2 separate regions of the Zea mays genome follow, and region 2 is linked to region 1. Evidence: chromatin contacts called from public Hi-C data. All regions are on one chromosome and are shown on one strand. Each heading gives the region's core, a stretch centred on a gene start, on an enhancer-like site or on the middle of the called end of the contact. The rest is flanking DNA. Distances are from core to core; before and after follow the strand shown. Region 1 holds the start of LOC103655106 (heparan-alpha-glucosaminide N-acetyltransferase). Region 2 holds the start of LOC100383189.

Region 1 (7,004 bases), core at 1,639-4,138:
GAGCCGACGCGCACTGGTTCCTCACGGTTACCGAAGACGAGCAGATCCGGAGCCCTGGTTCACGTCACTGGCACCGTTGAGGTCAGGAGGAGTGGAGGACATAAGGAGTGGAGAGGGGGAGGACGGAGGAGTGGAGCACACGACGAGCCGGAGCACAAGCACCGAGATGGCGAGATCCAGCGTTACCGTGCGAGTGCGAGAGTCCGAGACTGAGAGGGACGAGGAGGACACGTCCACGGAGGCGCCGGAGCGGAGATGGAGAGGCCGAGAGCGGAGACCGGAGATGGAGGAGATGGACGAGAGGCGAGACGGCGGTCGCAGTCGCAGCGGAGAGGAGCGACTGAGCGGGTGCGCGGCGCGATAGGAAACTAGGGTTAGGGTTACGGGCGGGCGGGGCACGTGAGAATGAGATGGCGTCTGGGCGTCTGGCGACGGCCGCGGTGATATATCCACGCGGGCGGGGGCGCGGGGCTTGCGGCTGGGCTGGGCCGCTGGCCGGCCTGTTTCTGTATTTCGTGGGCGTGGCTGGGATGAAAATTGTAACGGGCCGGTTTCGAAGCCCACCAAATATCGGGCCGTGCTCGGGCTAGCTGAAGCTGAACCTGAAGCGAAGCAAAGTCGAATAAGGCCGCCCCCGCCGGCGGTTCTGGCGTCCAGCCGCTGGGGCCTCCTCCGAAGCCTTGTATAGTCTATCTTCTCCAACCCGTCCACAGATTGGTAGCGGGGAGCGGTTGCCGTGCCGTGCCGTGCCGCTGGAACCTTGTACCTTGATTTGACTGCCGGCCAGCGGATCTCCGGTGGCGCGCAGGCCGGCAGACGGCAGTTGAGCCGAGCGTCACTGCATCATCGTCCTCGCTCCAACCACTGTTCCTGTTCTCGTACAGATCAAATCCGGCCACGCTAATAGCCTCCTGCCGAGATCGTACGTACGTGTTCTCGCATGCAAGGAGGAGGTGAAACTGCACCCACGTAACACGAGCAATCTTTTGCGACTGGGATTGTGGTCCAGATCGGTCCTGCTCGCGTGCGAGTCCTCCGTCGGCACGGTTTGTTGTACTCGACATCTGCACTGCACGGCCACGGCCGGTGGTTCTTGGCAGGCTAAGCGGAAAAGGAAAGGGCGTCGAGGACGGAGGACGGAGGGAAGGAAGGAGCCGCGATCCGTGGTCGACGTCGACGGTCGTCCATCCGGCCACGGGCGTTGGCCGTTGGCGCCCACCGCTCGCCAACCGGTGACGTGGAACGAGCTGTCTGTAGACTGTAGCGTCCGGCCGGGCCAGGGGCCACGCAGATGCTACCGACGCGGGGCTGACACGGCAGCGGACCGCGTCGCCGTGGTTCATTCGTCTGATGCTTTCCTCAAACCTCCCGCCAGCCAACTTTGGGTCATAGTGTTAAAGTTCTCTAAACTCTAGGCGTGTTTGGGAGGAAAGATACATCAGGAGATTCAAGATTGGAGTGCTAAAATCTTCTTTCTATTCTAAAATAAATATGAAGACATTTGTCGTTGTCTGGTTCACGTATTTATAACATGATAGCTCTGTACCCCGCGAGGAAGAAAGACCAGCAGAGAAATCTCTGTACCATCGATGCAAGGAAAAATGAAGTACAGTCGGTGGAGTATTTTTTTGAAGAGATTAAATATTTTTTTAACCAAAACAAACAAATCTCTGTACCGTGAAGAGTCACAATTTGTGTTCCGTGGCATCGCACGGACACGTTCCTACTAAATTATAGTAACACACAGCAACTGACTGACTATACGGGTAAGTGTTTGGAATGGCCAGGTGGCCCAGGCCGCCGGGGAGCCCGGGCAGCAGCGTGCGCGTGAGAGCAGCAGGGCCAAGCCCAGCCACGCAGGGAGATCCGTTTCGGCCAGGACAGCCTGTTAGCATCATGGGCTTTTCGACTTCAGCAAAGTTTCACAAAAAAAAGGTCCAATCTTCTTCGAATTTAGATGTTGATATTTTTTCTTCTTCTAGGTTAGGATTACTTGATGGATACTTTATTTATGATAGAGAGGGAGTAGTCTTCATGCTCAACCGTCGAACGTAAAAGCATGATGGATTTTCATATCGTCAAACTGCAAAGATAAGATGATAGTTCTGACGTCCCTGATCGCACTATAGTATGGCACATGACTAGTATTAGTTTTGTTTGGGCTCACTCGTTTCCATTCCAGATGGAGCAACATCCTCAGCTGCACGCTCCAGGACAACGACAAAGATGTGTAGCGGCGTCCAAACGCAGCCGGCGATGGCCGTCGTCTTCCACACGGACTGATTTTCCAATACCAAGACGGCGTGCCGCTCTATCGTATTATTTTCAACATATATAAGAACGCCTTAAAAAAATAGAGAGAGCGCATGTTTGCCGGCCTAGACGACAGACACCCTGTTAGACCTGTAAATCTGAATCTTGGCTTCCGAGTAAGAATCTTTAATTTGCTCATATATATATGTTCCTATACCCTCGACAGCTATGTTCCTCATGCATGCGCGAAGGCTTTTTACACACGGTGGAATCTGCAAGGTTTCGACACTTGGAAATAACAGAGGACACGAAGGCACTCCAATAAGAAACGAAACATGGGTAGTGACGAACTCCCGTGTGGAAAACATTTTTTACCTCACCTACTACAGGACGGCAACCCTACGCTAATGCCAGACTAATCTAGCTAGCAGCTGAACTAGTTATATCAAAAAAAAAAAAAACAGCACCTTGTGGACTTACAAGAGACATCTAGCTACAATTATTGTAGCTAGCTAGATAGCCGTATGTATATATATACGAATGTGACACACTTGGAACATACATAACATGGCTCATTTTGTAGTCATCAGTAGCTAGAGTCTAAGAAAATTAAGCTAGACGGTGGTCGGTGGATATGGAGAAGGAGGGGCAGGAGATAGCAGCATCGGACGGGGGAAAAGGTCCAGCCGAGCAGCACGCCATTGACGTTGGCCATGTCGTCCAGCACGGTGATGGCAAGGGCGAGGACGACATCGAGAAGGAGAGAGTGGCTGTGGTTGAGGACGTGCAGACGAAGAAGAAGAGCAGCAGGAGAGTGGCGGCCCTCGATGCCTTCAGAGGGCTAACCATTGTGGTACGTACACACATATATATACACAGTACACAAATCTACTTTTCTTTTGTTTTTATTTATTCCGAAAAAAGTTCGATTTTGTTTCCTGGCATATATATGCACTATTAGTTTCTAGCTGACAAACTCCTTCCTCCTCCACGACCTTAGAAACGGTTTAAGGAAGTGAAGTTCTTCTGTGAGCATAAGCTGGGGGATCGGACTTTGGGAGCATATATATATATATATATATATATATATATATATATATATATATATATATATATATATATATATATATATATATATATATATATATATATATATATATATATATATATATGAACCGTTGAATTTTATTTAATTTCCTTGCATGCTTTGCAGCTTATGATACTAGTGGACGATGCTGGTGGGGCTTACGAGCGGATGGACCACTCGCCATGGAACGGCTGCACCCTGGCGGACTTCGTCATGCCCTTCTTCCTCTTCATAGTTGGCGTTGCCATCGCCTTCGCGTTGAAGGTGATAATAACACACTCTTCAATCGATCCATACTTCCATAAATGTAGAGGTTTGTAGCACAGCAATCGATCATTGGTCACAGATATGATGTAGTACATTGCCAGAGGAAAGTAGCAGGCGTGAATACCCCTTGCTGTTTCGCAAGTGCAATGTTTCCTACTAGCAGAGAGCTGATCACCACATGCTCACATGGACATATATGGTTGCAGAGAGTTCCCAACATCGGCGCCGCCGTGAAGAAGATTACCACCAGGACACTAAAAATGCTCTTCTGGGGTGTGCTTCTCCAAGGTAAGTTTGTTTTTTTTTTCCGTTGCTATGGTTCTGTCAGTGCTTCTGTTCACTGATCATCTAGCTGAAATGACCTTTGTCACTACCGTATTTGATGGTATATATCTTGGTATGTACGGCGAAGGTGGGTATTCTCATGCTCCGGATGACCTCGCTTATGGCGTGGACATGAAGAAGATCAGATGGTGTGGCATCCTACAGGTCCGGTTCCATCACCAGCTACTAATTCTCTCTTCTGCTACCTGCTTCACATAGATCATGGCAATAACTTGGATTTCTTGTCTGTTCTTCACTGGAAATTGGAATCATCATCAGAGAATTGCTTTGGTATACTTCTTTGTTGCTCTGATAGAGGCGCTCACCGTCAAGGTACGGCCTACCACGGTGCGGTCCGGTCCATACGCCATTTTCGATGCGTATCGGTGGCAATGGTACGCAGCTCTCATTCTTCCTGACACAGATGAATAACACTGCAACTGCACATAAATACCATTCCGTTTCATTTTTGTCGATTCTGAAACTGAATAGCAGGCATGACTGACTAACGCTTTCTGGAAAGGACAGGCTAGGTGGCCTTGTTGCATTTGTGGTATACATGGTCACAACATTCTCACTCTATGTCCCGGACTGGAGCTTTGTCTACCACAACGAAGGCGACGTCAACGACGGGAAACAGTTCACGGTGCTCGCGACTTTCCTGGGCGCCATACCAATCACCACTGGAATGTGTCGTATTTCATTCAGTTTCTGCCTGTTTTCGTGCAGGTGAAATGCGGCGTGAGGGCCAGCCTGGAGCAAGCCTGCAACGCGGTTGGCTATGTTGACAGGCAGGTCTGGGGGATCAATCATCTCTACACACAGCCAGTTTGGATCCGATCTAAGGTAGTACAGTGTCATTCCCACTGCTCGCCATTGTCACTGATCCTTATCTTTCCTCAGCCACACTGAGTATTCTGTTCTACTGGACGTCTGAAATTACTCTGATCAGGATTGCACATCGAGCTCACCTAACATGGGTCCCCTGCGATCTGATGCGCCGGCGTGGTGCCTCGCGCCTTTTGAGCCGGAAGGCTTGTTAAGGTCATTCAACTTTGTACATCAACAGAAGCTGAACATCTGCAGCCAGAGACCGTTCGAGTGTCTGACAGCCGTTTACCCTTTTTTTCAGCTCAATATCGTCCGTGCTATCGGGGACAATCGGGATACATTACGGGCATGTTCTGATCCATTTCAAGGTCATTCTTGAAAGCTTCCTTTCGACTGTGGTGGTTTCTACTTTCTAGTAAGGAATGCAGATGTCCGATGTGGTCAAGGAAGTTTCTTGTTAATTGCAGACCCACAAGGAGAGGCTGAAGCACTGGCTTCTGACGGGCTTCTCGCTCCTTGTACTCGGCATCATCCTACACTTCACGAATGGTACTGGTACCCATGCATGCATGTCTACTGTGAGACACGGGGCTGCGGTTTGCAGTTCTTGGACAGAGATTTTACCTGCGTCTCTCTGCTGCTGTGCTGCAGCCATCCCGATCAACAAGCAGCTCTACAGCTTCAGCTATGTCTGCTTCACAGGCGGCGCGGCAGGAATTGTTCTCTCGGCTTTCTATATACTGGTACGGCTTGTCTCTACATTTTAGACACGAAACCTCTTCGATGCCATCTCGCAGAAAAACAAGAAATAAAAAAACAAAAGCTTTACAATTGTTCTTGAATGGACAGATTGATGTCTGGGGACTGAGGACGCCATTCCTCTTCCTGGAGTGGATAGGCATGAACGCCATGCTTGTGTTTGTCCTAGGCGCGCAGGGAATATTGGCCGCATTTGTCAATGGATGGTACTACGGGTCGCCAGATAACACTCTTGTAAGTAACGTACGGCTGGAGGTTATTAATTTTTGGCGTAATATAAGAACATGGTTTTGTAGCCGGTTTTGTTCTTTCTGTTTCTGCAGGTCAATTGGATCGTGAAGCATGTGTTCGTCAATGTCTGGCACTCCCAGCGGCTTGGAACCCTGCTGTATGTCATGTTCTGTGAGATTGTGTTCTGGGGTGTTGCGGCAGGCGTCTTGCACAAATTAGGGATTTACTGGAAACTATGATTTGTTTTGAGTGACGCATTATTTGTACAACGAGAAAGAGGAGAGATCTGTGTATTGTTAGTTACTACGGTAGCCAATGTGCTTCTTTATCTCCGTGTAACATTACTTTGTAAGATTGGTGTGATATTAACACAAGCATTCAAGCCTTTTTCACGGTGTCTATTAGATTGTATGCGTGTGTGTGCTGTTATTGTAATGGACATATGCCCATCTAACACCCCATTAATACATTCTCAACCCTCATTATAGTTAGAGTTTTATTTTCCCATATCTACCTAGGGTTTCTTCTCTCTCCCCCCTCTCTAGCTGCCACCTCCCTTCTCCCCTTCTCCTGCCGTCGCCAGCCCCCTCCCCCACCTCCGGCGGCTGCCCTGCCCTCCCCCACCCCTCCATGGTCGACGAGAGCGGCTGGGCCGCCACCGCGACCTTTTACGGCGCGGCGGCACCACCACAACCGTCATCTGCCGTGATTGCCTCCTCCAACATCGCGTGCCTCGCCTCCCTTGTCGGCACCGGCGTGGCTACGACCACACTGGAGCCCAACACCGTGTCAGCGCTGTTCCCCCTTCCTCCCAAGCGCACGTGGTAGCCCATCTCCCTCTACAGGTGCCAACACCCTGCTCCCCGTCGTTGACGCTTCGAACCACGCGGTCACCGCCTACTCTGTCCTGCAGACTGACGTCTAAACCTAGGGGACACCCTCCCTAATGGCAGTCGTTTCAGTATGTTAAGGATACAGATGTATCCACAATTCATTTAGAGTTACTTAATAGCCTATTTCTTATACTATATCTCTATCCCTTCTTCAATTAACTCAAGGTTCTTTCTTTATCTTTAAAGAATTCTGTCTTCCTTAAAATATCATAAACTGTTCTTGTAGGTTGAGCACCCTTTTCAAGGAAATAGAGAATAGCTGGAACATTTAAACAAGTTTGATTCTTTATCGGATCATAAAAACCTACTTTTCGAAGATCTCTTCCTTCTCTGCCCTTGGGAGGGGAACAACAACCGGA
Region 2 (7,004 bases), core at 2,145-4,644, 240 kb before region 1:
CCAAGCATCCCATGGTTTCGATCTTCCCATAGTGTGCGGCAAAGCCAAGGGCTAGGTCCACATCAATGTCCAAGCTGTTTCTTTGAGCAACCTGGACAGGTACAAATAATGAAATGTATTCAAATGCTTTCAACTGCCATTTGTTTAAGATATAGATTTGCACCAAGAGATAAAATAGTGCAAAACTCACTACGCACATGATAAAGTTTAACAACCTGTCAACCTCATAATGAAAACATCCCAAATGTTAATGTTTGCACAAGGAAAAGAACCTATCACCCAGTTTATAAAGTTTGCATATTCAGAAATGGCCCAACCATGATAAACTGCGTCACAAAACTGTATTTGATTTTATAACGATGCACATGCATGATGCATCTCTATCTGGATTTGGCCTACACCAAGTAATATGAATTACAGCGATACTTCACTCCTATGTTAGGTATCGCAGTCTTGTACTATAACTATAACTATAATGTGTTTGATACAAACACCATATCAACAGGCAGTGCAGATTAGTTTAATTCAGGAAGACAAGAACACGTTCCATCGTGGGTTCATGACTCCACTATGCTTATACACGAGAAATTTGGTTTTGCAGCTACCAGTGAAAAGATTACTGAGTGAAATGACAATATCTTGAGCTAATATTTAAGGGAATGGGATTCAATCTCATTAAACCCACAAAGCTGACTTATACTAAACCTTGAGTGTGACAGGTTTTCTGGTGTAAGCATGAGATCTAGCACCTCAACTGCCAGTGACATTACCAACCTACAAGAGTATGGATCAGGTTATCAAGCATCCTACAACTAATCCACAAGGACCATGGATCTATACACAGTTCTGGATGTTTCATAGTTCAGAATAGATAACACATTACATGAAACTGAAACATGTTCTGTACCAATATATTATTATACTGCAGTTGTCCAAAAAGAAAAGGTCTCATTTCCAAGAAATATCCAAGGAAAGAAAATTTGTGTAGCAAAGAATAAATAATGTATGCAGAAGATTTTGAATTCATCTAACTATGATCTGAATCTGATGACTATCCGGGACCACTGTGTGAGGCAAGCAATCAAGAAACATTTATTATTGCTACATGCATATACACTCCCTGCTCAATAGGGGATGATCATATGGCTACAGAAGTCATTTAGGACATTGACATGGTATCCATTATAGCACTGTGATTTGTAAAATCCATGAAATCATATTGTCTCAAACAAAAAGAACAATACATTGTGAAAATGTATGTTTAGTGATGAATAAAGTAATATCAATTCTGTGTTCTTAATCTACATAATTTGTCATGTATTTGTGGCCAAACAAAAAAGCTCAATCAAACCAGTGCACATCCTAAAATGACTTATATTTACACCTGGAACTTGTAATAAACTAAATTGCATGAGTACACTAAAATTACCTGAAGTAAGATCCGCACAAGCTCAGTGCTGCCATAGCGTGCAGCTTCAAGAAAGCATTGGTTCACATTGTCTGCGCCACCCTCTACCAACAACTCTAAAAGGCCTTGTACTGCAGCTGCTGATATTCCTGATGCCCATCCTTGGTCGAAGGTGGTTGAAAAGAGTGTAAGAGGGAAGCATGCAGCATCAAAAGCCTCCGTAAAATCCTTCCCGGTAAGCTCATTATCAGCAAGATCAAGAAATATCTTGAAAGCAGACAACTGAAGCTGAACCTCAATTACAGTGTCGTGGTTTCCTTTGCCCCTGTTCTCTCGAACACGTGAATGCAGCCCGATACACTTTAGAGCCCATTCTGTAAACCTGTGCACCTTTGCACTTGCTTCTGCTTTCAATACCTCATCACCTTGGGATTCTTGAAGTCGTTCATGCAATCTGAAACATACAGAACAATCATTCACAATTTGCCCAAATATGATATTCAAGTGGACTTATTGGATTCGATAAGACTCATGGAATTATAAAGCATGCAATACTTGTAAGTTATGAGCATGTAACCATTGGAGCTGTTTCCGACAAACTTACTTCTGGCCCATGAAGCTCACTGCATCAGCAAGGCTAGTCGACCGCCCCCTACATGCTGATACACACGATGCGAGGAATGATGTCCGGAGCGCAGCACGGGTAAAATCTTTTGCGCCCTCAGACACAACCCTTTTGATCAACCCCACAATAGCAAGCAGCTCATCCCTATCACTCAAGAACCAAATCGCATCCACTGCCACACACAGCACATCGTTGAGCCCTTGTGCGTCAGCCATTCCTACCAGCCCCTCGGCGCTCTCCCAATCATGGGAGCTCACTGCAAGCTGGAACGACCGGCAAAGCTCAACCCGGTCCTGCCTTGAGAGCTTCCTCTCCTGCTGCGTCCCACTCTTCTCCCCACCAAGGTCCAAGTCCAGCTCCTCACCGAAGTCTGAGCTCACCGATGTTGGCTTCTTGACCGCACAGCCCTTGGAATTCTTGGAATCCATGGGCTGCAAGGGGCTCTCTCTGGAGCTGCCATTGTTGCCATCAACAATCATGTCACCGCTCTCAGGAGCGTCTGGCTCATCCATGTCCACCTCCGACGATGCCAGCGGCTCCTCCCGCCTCGGATTCTTGCTCTGAACCTCCTTCCCCTTGGATCCAATCTTCTCGCAATAAAGGAGCCACCCATTAGGTTTCGAAATGATGTTTTTTTGGGGACTGAAAAAAAAAAGATAAGCCCGCACAAATCTCTACATATGAATCGATTCGCTACTCACCTGCAAATTCTTCTTTCTGTCCACTTCCATCCCTATCCCCGATCCAAACCTGAGAAAATCTCCCCAAAACGTCACATGAATGGATCGAAGAACCGGAGCCAATAAATGAGCACGAAACAGATCGAACCCACCTAAGGGAAGGGAACAGGGAAGGAGGATTCAGCACCGCACGGCGGAACCCGAGAGGACGGCAAATCTGTCCTTGCGCAAATCAAGAACCGGGCAAGGAAACCCCAGTAACAGTCACCACCTGCAAGAACAGATCGAAATCCAACGAATTAGGAGCGGCAGGAATCGGCCGCCCGCGCGCCCGATGGCCGACGGGCAACCAAAAGGGAAGAACTAAAATCGAAAACAAGGCGCGCGGATTCGTAACCATACCAGAACCCGATACAACAACTCAACAAGGACTTTTTTTTTCTCTTCTGCCAATGAGTTAGAGGACAAGCATAGGTGAGGAAGAGGAGCGGTAATGATATGTGTGTGATAGGACGAATCGATGAGCTGATATCGAAAGGAGGGGGGAGGAGCCACTGCCTGCCTCGCTCGCGCCCGTGCGGCTCCGGAGCTGCCCTCTCTCTTCCTCGAGGAGGGTGAGGAAGAAGAAATACGCTCTCCCTCTCCCTGTTGCGCTCGCGCACACACCACCACCACTCTCGCTCGCTCGCTCGCTCTCTCTCTCTCTCTCTCCGACTTTTCTTTCAGCTTTTTTTAGGGGCGTTGGATTCGGTCAGTCGCGGTTTTAACTTTTTAAAACCCACCAGAAAATGGAGTACTTTTCTAGATAGTTGAAAGCTCGTTTAATTACAGATGTCAAAAGAATAGGGTAATTCTTTGTGTCAGCTCTGGTTTGCGGCTAAACACTAGATGTTGGATACTTAATTTCAATCCCATTATATCATTAAAAATTAAGGTAACACAAATTAAGAAAGTAGATCTCCGTCCTTGACTTAATGCTTCGATCGACGGTCAGCTTCGTCCAACCTGTATTACACACATGAAATGTCGAAGGGTGACTTCGTCCGGCTTTCATTATATATATAGAGCACATTTAATTATGCAATGTAAGTGTTATAAGGACCTTCGGCAATGTAGGCCCCAACACTGGAGATGAACCATCTGGTAGTGCTCTCTGTGAAAGTGCAGACGATTTGTGACCTCACTGCAGAAACGGCTCCTCTCTACATCACACTGGAGGTATAGACCCATTCCTAGGCGGTTTCAACAAACTCCCACAATATTAGTTGAATAAGCACGCATGGAAAAGGAATTATGCACAAGATAATCTAACCACGAATAGTCTGAGCTACACCCACGAACCGTCCAGCCATTCCTAGGTGCCCACATATGGTGCTCAACACATGCCCCTACCATTTGGATAAGTTAAGCGAACCAAAAGCACCCGGTACATGTTGTTTATCAAATCGACGTGAGAACATCGGTTCTTTAAGCATCTTGCCATAAACTAGGATGATATTACTTTAAGAAATGACCATTCAATGACTTAGGTAGCTCATCATCTTACAAAGTTTGCAACATATATGCATTAATGGATATCACTTGTGAAATTCTGTAAGGCCCTTTCTAGCTTGAGGACCATTTGCTAAATTTTTTGTCCCTGCTCCTTAATGGCAAAATTGTCTTCCAAACTAGATCTTCGATCTAAATGATTTAGCATTTACCTTCTTATTATAAGATTTGGCAACTATAATCTTGTATTTCTCCTAGCTATCATTCTTTTGTTGGTCACCTCATGAATATTATCCATCATCAAATCATGATAGTCACCGACAGTTAAATCGTTTTGTCTGGCAAACCTGATAGCATTTAGGCTTATCTCCACAAGCAAAAAAGCTCCATGCTCATACACAATCTCAAAAAAAAAGAAACCTTAGTAATGTGGTGCTTAGATATTCTATGAGCCCATAAAGCCTTAGACAATTTATGTGAATGCCTAGGATGATCGGATATCTTCTTTTTGATAAGGGTAATCAATGTCCTATTGCTATACTCGGTCTAACCATTGGCCTGAGCATAATATGGAGATGAATTGAGCAATTTGATCTTATATAATTCAGCAAATTCACGTACCCCTTTTGACATGAAAGAAGTCTCCTGATCTATAGTTAAAGTCTGGGGAATGTCGAATCTATTAATAATATGCATGGTCACAAACTCAATTACCTCCTTATGTGTTATGTATTTTAGAGCAACGGCTTTGGTCCACTTGGTGAAGTAATCTATAGCAACTAGCACAAATCGACGCCCCTTCGATGACGAAGGATGAATTTACCTACAAAGTCCAAATCCCATCCCCTAAAGAGCCAAGGTTTGATAATAGGATGTAGTTCGGCGGTAGGCACTAATTGCATATCACTGAACTTCTGGCATACTTGACAACCTTTGTAGTACTTAAAACAATCGACTATCATGTCAGGCCAATAGAAACTGGATCTCCTCAAAAGCCACTTTATCTTTGGAGTCAGTTGATGAGTACCACAAATTCCTTTACGCGCTTCGTCCATCGCCAATGTAGCGTCATTAGGGCCAAGCACTTAAGCAAGACATCCCTAGAAATTTGACGATAAAGTTCATCATCAGTTAGAACATACATAAAAACCATCCTCCGAACATTTCTATTTGCCCTAATACTTGGAATACATAGGTATGCAATCATGGGTGTTCTCCAATCAACTGCATCAGTCAAATTATTAGCTGAGTTAACTAAAGCTATGTCTCTGTTGGAGTCAGACGGTCCAGTGTCATTGATCGAATGGTATGCTACCACGTCGATTCGGCGCCCCACCTAGACGGTCCTTGATCGAATAGCTCTAATTCGGTCAGGGTCTACTTTTATGCCATGCTCATAAATGATAAATATAGGCACTTGCCAGTCGATACCCTAAAGGCACATTTGTGTGGGTTCATTTTTAGACCATATCGATGTATTTTTCTCAAAGGCATTGCGCAAATCGACTAAATGGGAATCAAATACATCCGATTTGACCACTATATAATCAATATAGACCTCCATAATATTTCCTAATAACTCATGGAAGATCAAATTCATAACCCTTTTGATAAGTGGCGCCAACATTATTTAAACCAAATGTCATGACTAACCACTCAAACGTACCAATAAAGCCTGGAAAGATAAAGACCATTTTAGATGCATCTTCTTTTGACATAAAGACTTGATTGTATCTAGCATTTCCATATAGAAAGCTAATGACTCTATTTCCTAGTGCATTATTAATCAATATGTCTGCTACAGGCATAGGATATTCATCTTTAGGGGTGACTCTATTTAGATTACGAAAATCAATACATATCCTGATCTTACCGGAGTCTTTCTTTTCCACTGCATAATATTAGAGACCCATTCTACATACTTGCAAGGTCTAATAAAGTTAGCAAGAGCCAGTTGATTTTATCCTTGATCCTAAGGAGCAAGTCTGGATGAAATAATCTTGTTTTTGTTTAAATGGCCTAAAACTAGGTTAATAAGTAGCCGATGTTTAGCTAGCTCTCGACTTAAGCCTAGCATCTCAGTATAGCTCCAAGCAAAGCAATCAAAGTATTCTTTTATTAACACGATCATTTTATTCCTAGAATCAGATTTCATGTTTGTGTTTACAAAAGTTGGCCTTAGAGAGTTACCATATCCTATGTCAACCTCTCCCAAAGGATCGCTCGATGTAAACCCCTATCCTAACTTATCTAAATCCCTAAACTCCTCTACTAGACATGCATCAGAGGAGAATTCGATCCTCTATGAGGGTACGCACCGTCCAACCATAGGGGTCGGGCCATCCAGGAGAGGGGTTGCAAACTGCAAACCTCTCTATGGGACTTCAGACCATCTAGCTTGTAGGCCCGAACTGTCTACAGGGGTGCCTTCATTCTAGGGTCCTCTTTATGGGACCCCAAACCATCCGGCCTCAGGTCTCGGACCGTCTGCGATGCCAGCAGTAACCTGATATGTCCTTTCGTGTGTATGCATTATTCTTCAATTATGATTTAATCTATTCTCCATCGGCTCTAGCATCACAAGTGTGAAGTCTTCCCTGCACACACTTATAATTGATAATCTAAAAATTCAACCCATGTAAAACATTTTGTAGTGTCATAAGTCCAAGTACAGGGGCATCAACCATAGCAATGCAAGTTGATGAGTTTTCATATATCATTTCTTTATCATCACCTACCCATTGTACTAATGATTGGTGCAAAGTAGAAGGTACACAGTAATTAGCATGTATCCAATCTC

What was found. A called contact is a pair of places that touch in the nucleus more often than the background predicts.
Region 2: a Hi-C map of tassel shows a contact between it and region 1, with 2.6 times the contacts expected there. The contact joins the promoter of LOC100383189 here to the promoter of LOC103655106 in region 1. A contact is called at or near these places in 5 of 25 Hi-C or Micro-C datasets (bundle sheath, ear, leaf and 2 more).

The regions. Positions count from the first base shown.
Region 1 is chr4:12,731,430-12,738,433 of Zm-B73-REFERENCE-NAM-5.0, reverse strand. LOC103655106 (heparan-alpha-glucosaminide N-acetyltransferase) reads left to right here and starts at 2,888. Exons shown (of 13, transcript XM_008681913.3): 1 at 2,888-3,106; 2 at 3,467-3,604; 3 at 3,814-3,895; 4 at 4,020-4,096; 5 at 4,211-4,326; 6 at 4,460-4,577; 7 at 4,661-4,777; 8 at 4,884-4,975; 9 at 5,064-5,130; 10 at 5,230-5,311; 11 at 5,414-5,505; 12 at 5,612-5,755; 13 at 5,845-6,163. The coding sequence starts at 2,888. The coding sequence ends at 5,991.
Region 2 is chr4:12,975,208-12,982,211 of Zm-B73-REFERENCE-NAM-5.0, reverse strand. It overlaps LOC100383189, which reads right to left and starts at 3,394. Exons shown (of 6, transcript NM_001175852.1): 1 at 3,116-3,394; 2 at 2,866-2,984; 3 at 2,735-2,783; 4 at 2,013-2,620; 5 at 1,430-1,862; 6 at 1-91. The coding sequence starts at 2,764.